Regions from separate parts of the Ovis aries genome. Here region 1 is linked to region 2. The links are chromatin contacts, called in public Hi-C maps. All regions are on one chromosome and are shown on one strand. The core of a region is the stretch at or near the end of the contact, and the rest is flanking DNA. Distances in the headings are between cores, read along the strand shown.

Region 1 (6,393 bases), core at 2,221-4,720, 350 kb before region 2:
GATGGATGAAAGTATTCTACGATGATACAGGTAAGAAGGGCATTTAAACCTTGAAGGTCATGAGCTGGAAGCAGAGCAGAGGGAGCTTCCTGGGATGCTGGAATCTTCCATATCTCCTTCCGGGATGTGAGTACATGGATATATGTATGTGTAGAATTTTATCACATTTATCTGTATTTATTGTATATAAATTATACTTCAATAAATGAATGGAAGAGGCATTATTTTGGAGTTTAATGCCAATTACTTATTTCACGTCTTCCCAGGTATCTGGCGGGCTTCCCTAGTGGCTCAGTGGTAAAGAATCTACCTACAATGCAGACTAACTTTCTCTATGCCTTGACATGAAAAGGCTTGGCTATTCTGCTCTAGGTAACAAAAAGCCAGTTAGGCTGTTTGGATGGAGAGTGAGTGTATTGGGATCAGTGGTGGAGAACTCTGGCACTGGAATGGGGAAGGATTTTGCTGAGGGAGGTGCGGTGTCAACTTAACTGGGTCACAAATGCCCACAGAGCTGTATAAACACTATTTCTGGGTGTGTCTGTGAGGGAAAACATGTGAATCAGTGGACTCAGTAAAGCAGATGGTCTTCCTCAATGTGGGTAGTCATCATTCAACCCACTGAGAATCCAAGTAGAACAGAAAGGCAAAATTCTTGAATTTTGAGAATTGAATTGAGAATTAAATTCTCTCCGTCTCTTTCTCTGACTGAATGGGCTGAGATAACCATCTTCTCCTGCTACTACCTGATGTGAAGGGATGTGTTAAGAAAGAGGCTTATTAAAACTACTATTAAATTGTTTTTAATGGGGCCTTTGGGCTTCCCCGGTGGCTCAGCGGTGAACAATCTGTCTGCCAAACTGGGAGACTTAGGTTCGATCCCTGGGTCGGGAAGATCTGCCGGAGAATGAAATGGCAACTCACTCCAGTATTCTTGCCTGGGAAATTCCGGGGACAGAGAAGCCTGGTGGGTCACAGTCCATGGGGTCGCAAAAAGAGTTGGACACGACTTAGTGAATAAACAATACAAAAATAGGGGCTTCCCTGGTGGCTCAGACACTAAAGATTTCGCCTGCAATGTGGGAGACCTGGGTTTGATCCCTGGGTTGGGAAGATCCCCTGGAGGAGAGCAGGGCAACCCACTCCAGTATTCTTGCCTGAATAATTCCTATGGACAGAGGATCCTGGTGGGCTACAGTTTATGAGGTCCCAAAGAGTCAGGCACGACTGAGCAACTAAGCATGGCACATACTGATGGTTCAGTGGTGAAAAAAAAAAAAAAAACCAACCTGCCAATGCAGGAGACATGGGTTTGATCCCTGGTCCAGGAAGATTCTACATGCCGTGGAACAATTAAGTCTGTGCACCTACGAGCCTGTGATCTAAAGCCTGGAAGCCAAAACTACTGAAGCCCACAAGCCCTAGAGCCTGTGCTCTGCAGCAAGAGAAACCATGGCAATGAGAACCAATGCAACTAGAGAGTAGGCCCTGCTTGCCGCAACTACAGAAAAATAGTTCCCTCGCAGCAACAAAGACCCAGCACAGCCAAAAGTAAAGATAAATAATTCTTATTAGTTCTAATTGTTTGTAATGGAGGAATAGAGGGTGTCATTTACTTCTATTTCAGCGTTTCTCAGTGTCCCCTGTGTAAGGAGAATCTCTCTCAGGCTGCAGCGACAGAAAGGGCCGTGATCTTTTGAGAAACTGGTTTGGTTTTACCATACGATGAATGTTCATTTTCCCCTCCTCGTCCTGGCTGCTAAGGAGCTTGCAGTACAACAGCAAGCGAGGTCCTCTGCAACGTACCTGTGCGCTCATCCTACTCCTGGCTTCACCTTCTCTTCGTTCTGTTTCCCTTTACTCCACTTTCTCAACTATTACATTTTGTGTTCTTATACATGTCTTTGTAAGCTGCCACAACTCCTATTTCAGGATATAGGTGGGGCATAAATAAATAAGAGAAGACATGGACAAGTCCACTAAGATGGAGAAAGAGTGCAAGAAAGGCTTGAATAGACATTACCCCAAAGATGATATACAATAGCCAGCAGGCATATAAAAAGATGATTAACTTCACTAACTGTACAGAAAATGCAAATCAAAACCACAATGATATTTCACCGCATCTGATTAGGATGGCAGATAGGCAGGCAGGAAGAAGAAAAAAGGAGGGAGAAAAAAAAGAAAAAGAAATGGCGGCAAAGATGAGAAGAAAAATGAACACATTACACTATTGGTGAGATTGAAAGATGGTGCAATTGCTATGGAAAACATTATGGAGGTCCCTCAAAAAGTTAAAACTAGAACTACCATGTGACGCAGCAATTTTACTTCCGGGTATATATCCAAAAGAACGGAAAGCTGGGTTCTGAAGAGATATTTGCAGACCCACATTCACAGCAACACTATTCACTATCGCCAAGAGGTAGAAGCAACCCAAATGTCCATCAACAAATGAATAAACAAAATGCGGTATATACATATAGTAGAACACTATGCAATCCTAAAAGAGGGAGTTTTGATGCATGCTACAACACAGGAGAACCTTGAGGACATTATGCTAAGTAAAATAAACATGTCACAAAAGTCAAATACAGTATGGCTTCACTTAAATGAGGCATCTGAAGGAGTTAAATTCACAGAGACAGAAAGTTGAATGATGGCCCCTGGGGGAGTGGTGAGAGTGAAGTGAAAGTGTTAGTCACTCAGTGGTGTCCAACTCTTTGCGACCTCCTAGACTGTAGCCAGGCAGGCTCCCCTGTCCATGCAATGAATGGTAAGTTGTTGTTTAATGGGTATAGAATTTCAGTTTTACAAGATGAAAAGTTCTTGAGACTGGTTGCACAACAATAAAGGGTTACGATGGTAAATTTTACTTTATGTGTATTTTACCACATTTTTAAAATGTAAAGTCAAGAAAGAGAAGCTTTTTCTCATTTCACAGTTTTGTTCAGTATGCTTCCTAGTCTCAAACAGAAAGAAGGTGGTAGTTTCATCTGGACTCTGTCATACTCCATCCCTGCCATTTAGGAGAGAGAGGAGGTATTTCCACCCAACCAGTGAGGGTAAGAAGAAATTCAATGACCTGGCTTGGATGTCAGTAAATATTCGGGAGCTGAACAAGAAAGCCTTTCACTTGCGTGATCATTTTTCTTCCTTTTCCCTGGGTAAGACTGGCAAAAATTTAACTGTTTTCCTTGAATATATAATCAGAACCATGTTTACGATATGAGACATGATTCTTCTCCTTCTTCTCTCTCAACATCTACCCCCTTGTTCTTATATGCTTATGACAATGTACCTCCCACACACAACTAAAGAAGCAAAAAATTTTAAGTCAACTGCTGCACATTGAGGATCCAAGTTATTTAACATACTGTGTAATTAAAGCAGGCTAATGGTGTAAGCCGAGCAGAATATAGGTTAGTGAGTCAACACTTTTCTAGTTCATCTGAGGCCGAGCAGGCTTTTCAGATGATTCACGGTTCATTTGCTCTGATTCAGTGCCAGGAGCCAGCGTGAGGAATCCCACCCGTGACAAGGTCATGCGGCAGAGGCCTGATGGGCAAGGCGAGTCAGACCTCAGGTTTTCCCCCTGGTATTTCCTGAGCATGTACCCCAAAAATAAGAATCTGCCTGCCTTATTGTACTTCTCCACTCTTCTGACACTCTCTGGAAAAAGTTAATTCAGGGCTTTAGTCTTATGCATTTGAAAGGGATGTTTCAGTTCAAACCCCCTCTGATAACTCTCTACTTGCCTAACAGGTTTCCCGGACTTCTTACAGCTTGTGAATTGCTTACAGCCCCCCAACCGCGAGAGGCACAAAGCTTAGAGCATCTTAAAGATACAGAGCCTTTTCTAAAGAGCTGAAAATCATATTGGTGATGGATTTCACTGTTGACTCAATGATTGCTGCCAGGCCTCCATATTCTTTATCTTTAGGCACCTGGGAGGATGTTAATCAATGTAAACGGGATATGGAAAAAGATATATAATAGTTTTGATGTTAGCAACACTAGACTTTTGAGTTAATTACTTTTCGTTATAAATCACTGTACTCCTTTTACTTGTTATAAATTGCTGTATCTTTGCTATGTAAGAATGTAACTTTATTTAGTGTTTTCTGAGCGTGGCACTAGACTTCGGGAAGATCAACACAAATAAGTCTTCTGGTTGACAAACCCTTATCAGAAAAGGGCCGTAAAATGTTAATTGGCCCTTTTGGCTGGAAGATGATGTAAATCACCTAAGACTTGTGTATACAACTAGGTATGCAGAGAGAAAAGCCTGGTTTTGATAAGAGTCTGGGCTGCTAACGCTGAATAATTTTGTATTACCCATTGATCTCTATGTACAATCAAAAAGGTATAAAAGGCCTTTCTAGACAATAGAGACCAGGCCAATTATTGGAAGGACTGGTTTCCCCCGTGTCTCCTCTTTACTCTAATTTCAGGCTGATTCCCATCTGGGGCGTGGAGGCTCGCCATGTCTACTTACTTGCCCTAGCTTCTAAGATCCACGAGAGAGGGAGCCCAAGGTGGGGCACCCTCCGTTATTCAAGAGGACACCAGTGGCCTAACGTAGATGGTGCAAGCTCCTTGTCTGAAACTTTATTGACTTCCATGTAAAACAAGTTATTCAGTCTCTTTCCTCCACTAAAATTTCCTACTATACTATTTCCTCTTAATCTCTTTATATTTCTAATTAAATAAATTTTTCCTCGCCAATGCTGTCCCTGCTTCAAATTCCCTGGATCCACCGGGGCTGGATCCCGGCAATTCAGTCTTGGTTGCTTTGCTATTCCTTTCACTCCAACCTGAAGGCACGTTCAAGGGAGGTTCCCATTCCATGGTGTGCTAAATTTTGGTGAGGTTGAAACATGGTAAGCTTAGTTCAGGTGTCTCGTTTTAACACCATGTGGTAAAAGTCAGATAACTCAAGAAACAAAGCCAAGTAACCATATATAAAATAAAGTGAGTTTTCTGTGAATTTAAAGTGAAAAACTTCCTCCACCTGATAACTTCACCCACACTCAAGTAGAAGAGCTGGGTTAAATTTAGATGGTAGTTACACTTGCTCTGTGACCTTGAGAAAATCTTCATCTAATTTCTTTCCACCCATAAATGATCATTAATAATATGTGCTTCTGACTCAAGACACCCAACACTGTTTAAGTGAAAGATGATGAACTAGAGGTTACAAGGAGCACTGAAACTGTCATGTTTTGGACCAACGAGCTGAGAAAAGCCTTATTACCCAGGTTTAAGATGATGGCAGTCTTAGGTCTTCCAGTCTATGCCCTTGGAGGGGACAGATTCCATTCCATTAATAGGGGGCTGTGCTCCTTCCAATACTGTCCACATGCATAGGTGGTCCCCAAAGGTCTATCAAGTGTTTTTTGACAGTCTGGCCATTTAAGAGGAATATGTGATCAAATCATTTTGTTGACACAGATTTCAAAAATTTTAAATGTAATATTAAATCACAATTTTTACAGACATCCTATTATTCTTAATAGCCATTATTTTTTTTAAAGTTGTATACATACTTCCAAGATTTTGTTTTTTATTAATAATCTCAGTGTATTTTTACCTCATTAGCATATTATTCTTTTTTAAGATTTATTTTATTTTATTTTTGGCTGTCCTGGGTCTTCTTTGCTGCCCATGGGCTTTCTCTGGTTGCAGCAAAGTGGGGCTACTCTTCACTGTCGCGCACAGGCTTCTCATTGCAGTAGCTTTCCTTGTTGCAGAGCACAGGCTTCAGGTGCAAGCTTCAGTAGTTGTGGCTCAAGGGTTCTAGGGTGCAGGCTTAGTTGTGGCCCACGGGTTAGTTGCTGCATGGCATGTGGGCTCTTCCTGGACTGGGGATTGAACCAGTGTCCTCTGCATTGCAAGGCAGATTCTTAGCCACTGAGCCACAAGAGAAGCCCAAGCATCTTATTTTTGATACAAGATTAATATCTAACATAGTAGCTAAGTTCAGCCATTCAGTCGTGTCCGACTCTTTGCGACCCCATGGACTGCAGCACACCAGGCTTCCCTGTCCATTGCCAACTCCTGGAGTTTACTCAAATGCATGTCCCTTGAGTTGGTGATGCCATCCAACCATCTCATCTTCTGTCATCACCTTTTCCTCCCACCTTCAATCTTTCCCAGCATCAGGGTCTTTTCAAATGAGTCAGTTCTTTGCATCAGGTGGACAAAGTATTGGAGTTTCAGCTTCAACATCAGTCCTTCCAATGAACATTCAGGACTGATTTCCTTTACGATGGACTGGCTGGGTCTCCTTGCAGTCCAAGGGACTCTCAAGAGTCCAACACCACAGTTCAAAAGCATCAGTTCTTCGGCACTCAGCTTTCTTCACAGCCCAACTTTCACATCCATACATGA
Region 2 (6,057 bases), core at 2,285-4,784:
TGAATGACACTTTCAAAGTTCTGTTACAGAGAGGAGCAGAGACGTGGGATGGTGGATGGCACGTGGAGTGGGTAGAGAAAGGGGAAGTGGGCAATGCTATTAATTATTATAAGATACAGTAAAGACTGAATTAACCAGCATTCTCTCAATTATTAACACTAAAATACTATTAAAATCACACTGTTGTAACTGATGAAAGACTGTGTTCACAATGATCTGAGCACTATGATTATTCACTGTTTAAAATACTATGTGAGCAAAGATTTTTAAAATTGATTATGCCCCATTTCCTCAAGGTGAGCAAATTGGTCCTCTAAAACACAATGAGAATGTAAACTCGGACAGCTTTTTTGGAGAACCATTAGTTTCGATAGTATCAAAAGTTGAAACCATAATCACTCTCTGACTCAGAGATAGTTCTATGGAAATACATGCACATACAACCAAATGTGTTATAAGGATCAGCAAAGATGTTTTGTTTCTGCTTTACTGACTATGCCAAAGCCTTTGAATGTAGGGATCACAATAAACTGTGGAAAATTTTGAAAGAGATGGGAATACAGACCACCTGACCTGCCTCTAGAGAAACCTATATGCAGGTCAGGAAGCAACAGTTAGAACTGGACATGGAACAACAGACTGGTTCCAAATAGGAAAAGGAGTACGTCAAGGCTGTATATTGTCACCCCGCTTATTTAACTTCTATGCAGAATACATCATGAGAAACGCTGGACTGGAAGAAGCACAAGCTGGAATCAAGATTGTTGGGAGAAATATCAATAACCTGAGATATGCAGATGACACCACCCTTATGGCAGAAGGTGAAGAGGAACTAAAAGCCTCTTAATGAAAGTGAAAGAGGAGAGTGAAAAATTTGGCTTAAAGTCCAACATTCAGAAAACGAAGATCATGGCATCTGGTCCCATCACTTCATGGGAAATAGATGGAGAAACAGTGGAAACAGTGTCAGACTTTATTTTGGGGGCTCCAAATCACTGCAGATGGTGACTGCAGCCATGAAATTAAAAGACATTCCTTGGAAGGAAAGTTATGACCAACCTAAATAGCATATTCAGAGAAGGGAATAGCAACCCACTCCAGTACCCTTGCCTGGAAAATCCCATGGACAAAGGAGCCTGGAAGGCTGCAGTCCATGGGGTTGCTATGAGTCGTACATGACTAAGCGATTTCACTTTCACTTTTCACTTTCATGCGTTGGAGAAGGAAATGGCAACCCACTCCAGTGTTCTTGCCTGGAGAATCCCAGGGATGGGGGAACCTGGTGGGCTGCCGTCTATGGGGTCGCACAGAGTCGGACATGAATGAAGCGACTTAGCAGCCGCAGCAGCAGACAGTATATTAAAAAGCAGAGACATTACTTTGCCAACAAAGGTCTGTCTAGTCAAGGCTATGGTTTTTCCAGTAGTCACGATGGGTGTGAGAGTTGGACTATAAAGAAAGCTGAGCGCCAAAGAATTGATGCTTTTGAACTGTGGTGTTGAAGACTCTTGAGAATCCCTTGGACTGCAAGAAGATCCACCCAGTCCATCCTTAAGGAGATCAGTCCTGGATGTTCATTGGAAGGATTGATGTTGAAGCTGTAACTCCAATACTTCGGCCACCTGATGCGAAGAGCTGACTCATTTGAAAAGACCCTGATGCTGGGAAAGACTGAGGGCAGGAGGAGAAGGGGATGACAGCAGATGAGGTGGTTGGATGGCTTCACTGACTCAATGAACATGAGTTTGGGTAAACTCTGGGAGTTGGTGATGGACAGGGAGGCCTGCATGCTGCAGTTCATGGGGTCACAAAGGTCAGACACAAATGAGCAACTGAACTGAACTGGAAGATGTCTTGTAATTGAGAAAAAATTCCAAACACTAACAAATCCATTAGTAGGAGAATGGTTAACAATGGTATATCATGCATCTATTTTTAAACAGATGTCTAAGATCCATAAAGTGAAAAAAAAAAAAAACTGCAGAGCAAATTTCACTTGGGTAAAAGAAAACATACATATAGATCTATGTGAAGGGTACTTCTGAAAAAATTCACAAAAAAATGGTTACCTCTGGGGAGTTAGGACAGGGAGAGAAAAGAAAGGAAAACTTTCACAGTTGTAATACTTGAATTTTCACCTTCAGAAATACATATATAGTCTAAAAGTTTTAAATATAGATTATAAAAATAAACTAAATATGCTGTATAGAATTGGAAAAAGCACAAAACAAAAATGCTGACAATCAAATGACAAGACGACAACAAAACAGTTTAAGGCAAAAATAAAAGATTTATAAAGAAACACTAAAAGCCCCAGGAATGCAACAGGCATTACTGGTACCAATGAAGTTCAAAACAGAGAGAGGTAGTAGAAACTGAGCCCAGGTTAGGTCAACTTATCTCACAGTCCTATGCACTAAAATATCTCTCTTTAGACCATTTATTACAATGCAGGTAGACTATTATTGTATTCCAAATCAATGGAATGCAACTCATTTATGTTAGCAAGAACCCTTAAAAAAATATATTGGTGTCATATTTCTTGACACTTAGCCAAAAAGCACATTTTGAAAAAAGCTTGAGCTTTTTCCCCTGGTGGTTCAGAATCCACCTGCAATGCAGGAGACCTGGCTTCGATCCCTGGGTTGGGAAGATCCCCTGGAGCAGGAAAATGGCAACCGACTCCGGTATTCTTGCCTGGAGAATTCCATGGACAGAGGAGCCTGGCATGCTATAGTCCATGGGGTCGCAAAGAGTTGGACACAACTGAGGAACTAACACCTTCACTTTCATGGAAAATACATTCCAAGCTACAAAAAAGTGGCTTACAAATGAACCTTAAAAACAACTCGCTTTCAAGTTGAAGATTATCAATGTTCAAATTTTAGGCAACAGACATTCTGAAAACCTGAGCCTTATTAACCTAGACAGTCATTCACTTAATTCAAGATGCAAGACAGGGGAACTCCCTGGTGGTTCAGTGGTTAGGACTGCACTTTCACTGCCCAGGGCACCACCAAAACAAAAAACAAAAAAGATGCAAGATCACCATCGTGTGGCAAGTGAAGGAAGCTGCAGGTTTTCCCAGTACAAGAAAGTGAAAATGCCTTCTAGAGAGTTTCCAGGAACTAGCCAATAGCACTCCAGCATTATATATGCATTCTAGCTTAGTCAGAATATGAGGCTGATCAGAAACAGCTCATTCATTTCCCATTTCAACAGATAAAGCACAGCAATTCAAAAGATGTAACAAAAAGCTGAATTACAAATAATATTTCTAATTAAAGCTTCAAACTGTATTCTGGTAACCAAAAGATCCCATTGTAAGGTCGGACCCCGGGGGCCATGATTGGCCGCCCCTCTTCTCCCTCCCGCCGGCGAGAAAGTCCCTAATGGAGGATCCTCCCAGATCCCAGGGACCAATGACAGCACACTTCGCCGGTTGCCATGACGAGCCGCCCCCTCCTCTCCCCTGCCTGTGGGGGAAGTCCCTAACGGAGGGCGCCTCCCAGATCCCGGGGACCAATGACAGCACACTCCGCCAGCTAAAGCCGCCCTGCCCCAGCTGCATGAACCGCGCTGCCTCAGTTGCATAAGCCACCCCGCCCCAGCCGCATAGAGAAACCTATCAGCTCGCGACGCCGCGAACCAGCAACCTATCCAAACCCCCTTCCGCTAGCCCAGCCCTCCCTCACAGCGTGCGTATATAAGCAAACTTCCAACACGCCCGGCGCGCGGATTTCCTCGACCTGCCCCGTTCGGTCCAGGAACCCCACCCGGGAGCACTTTGCCATTAAAGCCTGTTAAACATTTTTTGGTATACCTGGTCGTCTTTTACCTAACACCCATAATCAATGTCATACTTATATTCCTGAAACAGACTATTTCAGAAAGAAACTATAAAGTTTTATACTTCAACAGCCATCATTTAGCTTTTATACACTATTTAAAGAGTATGCAAATGAAAGTTTTTAGACATTATGCTTGGTAAAAGTTGGTAAATTCAAGGTTCTGAAAAGAAGGAAAATGAGTGTGACTTTCAATAAGTATTACACTGAAAAAAAAATTTTTTTTTTCATTTTACCCCAGTGCCTAACATGGTACCCTGTGCTGTGCTTAGTCGCTTTGTGCTGTGCTTAGTCGCTTAGTCCTGTCCGACTCTTTGCTACCCAATGGACTATATAGCCCTCCAGGCTCCTCTGTCCATGGGGATTCTCCAGACAATACTGGAGTAAGTCGCCATCCCCTCCTCCAGGGGACCTTCCCAACCCAGGGATTGAATCCAGATGTCCCACATAGCAAGCGGATTCTTTACCATCTGAGCCACCAGGGAAGCCCTAGCCACTGCAAATGCAATCGTTTACTGGAGAAAAAAACATTATTTGTATGGTCAATAATCAAACAGTAGATGGCTGACCTAGAATTGGTGCTCTATAGGTAGCCTGGGAAATTGAAAATGCTATTTTCACAAATACATCAAGAAATGCAACTTCAAACAAAGTGTAATTTTTCACCTACCAGATGGTGAGAGAAATATTTTGAATTTATGAGTTCCTGTGACTGGCAAGGATAAGAGCAAATAAATGGCTTTCATATATTGGTAGTGGAAATATACACAGGTACAGTGTTTCTGGAGAATAATTTGTCACTATCTATTCACATTTTAAATGTGCACACACGTAGCACTAGTGGTAAAGAATCGGCCTGCCAATGCAGGAGACATAAGAGATGATCCCTGGGTTGGGAAGATCCCCTGGAAGAGGGCATGGCAACCCACTTAAGTATTCCTGCCTGGAAAATCCCATGGACAGAGGAGCCTGGCAGTATGCAGTCCACAGGGTTGCACAGAATTGGACATGACTGAAGCAAATTAGCACACACCCATTACTCAACAAATTTACTTTTTGGAATCTATTCTACAGAAATACTAGCACATGGATCCAAAGTTAAATGTACCAAGGTACACACTGCAACTTTGGGGGGGGGGGCACTCCGAAGCTTGTGGGATCTAAGTTCCCTGACCAGGGACTGAACCTAGGCCATGGTGGTGAAAACACCAAATCATAACCACTAGACCACCAGGAAACCCCTTGCAACTTTTTATAACAGTAAAAATCAAACCTAATCATTAATACTGTCCCTTAATGCTGAAATGGATGAACTATGATCCATTTAAACTATGGAATATTATATGTGCAGTCAAAAAAAAAAAAAAAAGGTGAAATCCTATGACCTAAATGGGAAGAAATGAAATGATATTTTATACTGTTAAATAAAAAAAAAAGTTACAGAATTACAGGTATAAAATACCTCATTAAATAGACAAATAACAAAAAAACAAAAACTACATGTGTGAATACTTGTAGTAAGCCTAGAAAATGTCTAGAGGACTCTAGACAGTAATATACACAGCAAGCTGTTATTTCCTAGGAATGAAAAAAGCTTTCATTTGTTCAATTTGATTTCTTAAGCATCATATGCAATTCTTTTTATAATTCACATTAATTTTTTAACTGGGTGGGGGGAATCAAAAATTATTCCTAATGGTGATATTTCTTTTGGAATGAAGTATTTAGACCAATTAAAATGTTTCAGGACAATAGATAACTTTAATAACTTTTTCCCTTAAGGAATTAAGATTGGATTCATGGCCTTTTAAAAAACAATTTAGCTGTATGTCACCAAGCTGTGAAAATTTTATAACTCTTATTAGTATAAGGCATATACTGAGTCTTAAAGAACATAAAACATTTGCCAATCAAAAAAAACAAAGCTAAGTGCTCAAGAAAACCCACAACTTGTAGTAGAAAAAAACTGAACTATTTATCATGAGACCCTAAAATAATCTAGTATCTTTAATCTCTTAATTGTATATCACTGTGATTCTAAAAAACGGGAAGGGGTAGGAGATATTGGTTACTTATGACTCCTCCATTTAATCTTGGAATGAGAGCTGCATCAGACAACACAGCTGCCCTCTAACTCCCTACCAATCCCTGCTTATAAAAAGAGATGTTCCTGAAAGTCACGTATTTAGTGTTTGAGAAGCATCAAAGC

The links. Hi-C and Micro-C count contacts between places; a contact is called where the count stands out from the background.
Region 1: a Hi-C map of skin fibroblasts shows a contact between it and region 2, with 2.8 times the contacts expected there. The contact joins two enhancer-like sites. A contact is called at or near these places in 5 of 16 Hi-C or Micro-C datasets (blood, liver, skin fibroblasts and 1 more).

Annotation. Positions count from the first base shown.
Region 1 is chr2:36,165,753-36,172,145 of ARS-UI_Ramb_v3.0, reverse strand. The region is part of intron 5 of FRMD3 (FERM domain containing 3); the gene reads right to left. Among named protein-coding and RNA genes, the nearest start is that of IDNK, 19 kb to the right of the region's middle. Within about 2 kb of position 3,470, at least 3 of the 54 cell types and tissues checked have an H3K27ac peak or open chromatin away from gene starts, as enhancers often do.
Region 2 is chr2:35,813,153-35,819,209 of ARS-UI_Ramb_v3.0, reverse strand. The region is part of intron 1 of KIF27 (kinesin family member 27); the gene reads right to left. Among named protein-coding and RNA genes, the nearest start is that of KIF27, 12 kb to the right of the region's middle. Within about 2 kb of position 3,534, at least 43 of the 54 cell types and tissues checked have an H3K27ac peak or open chromatin away from gene starts, as enhancers often do.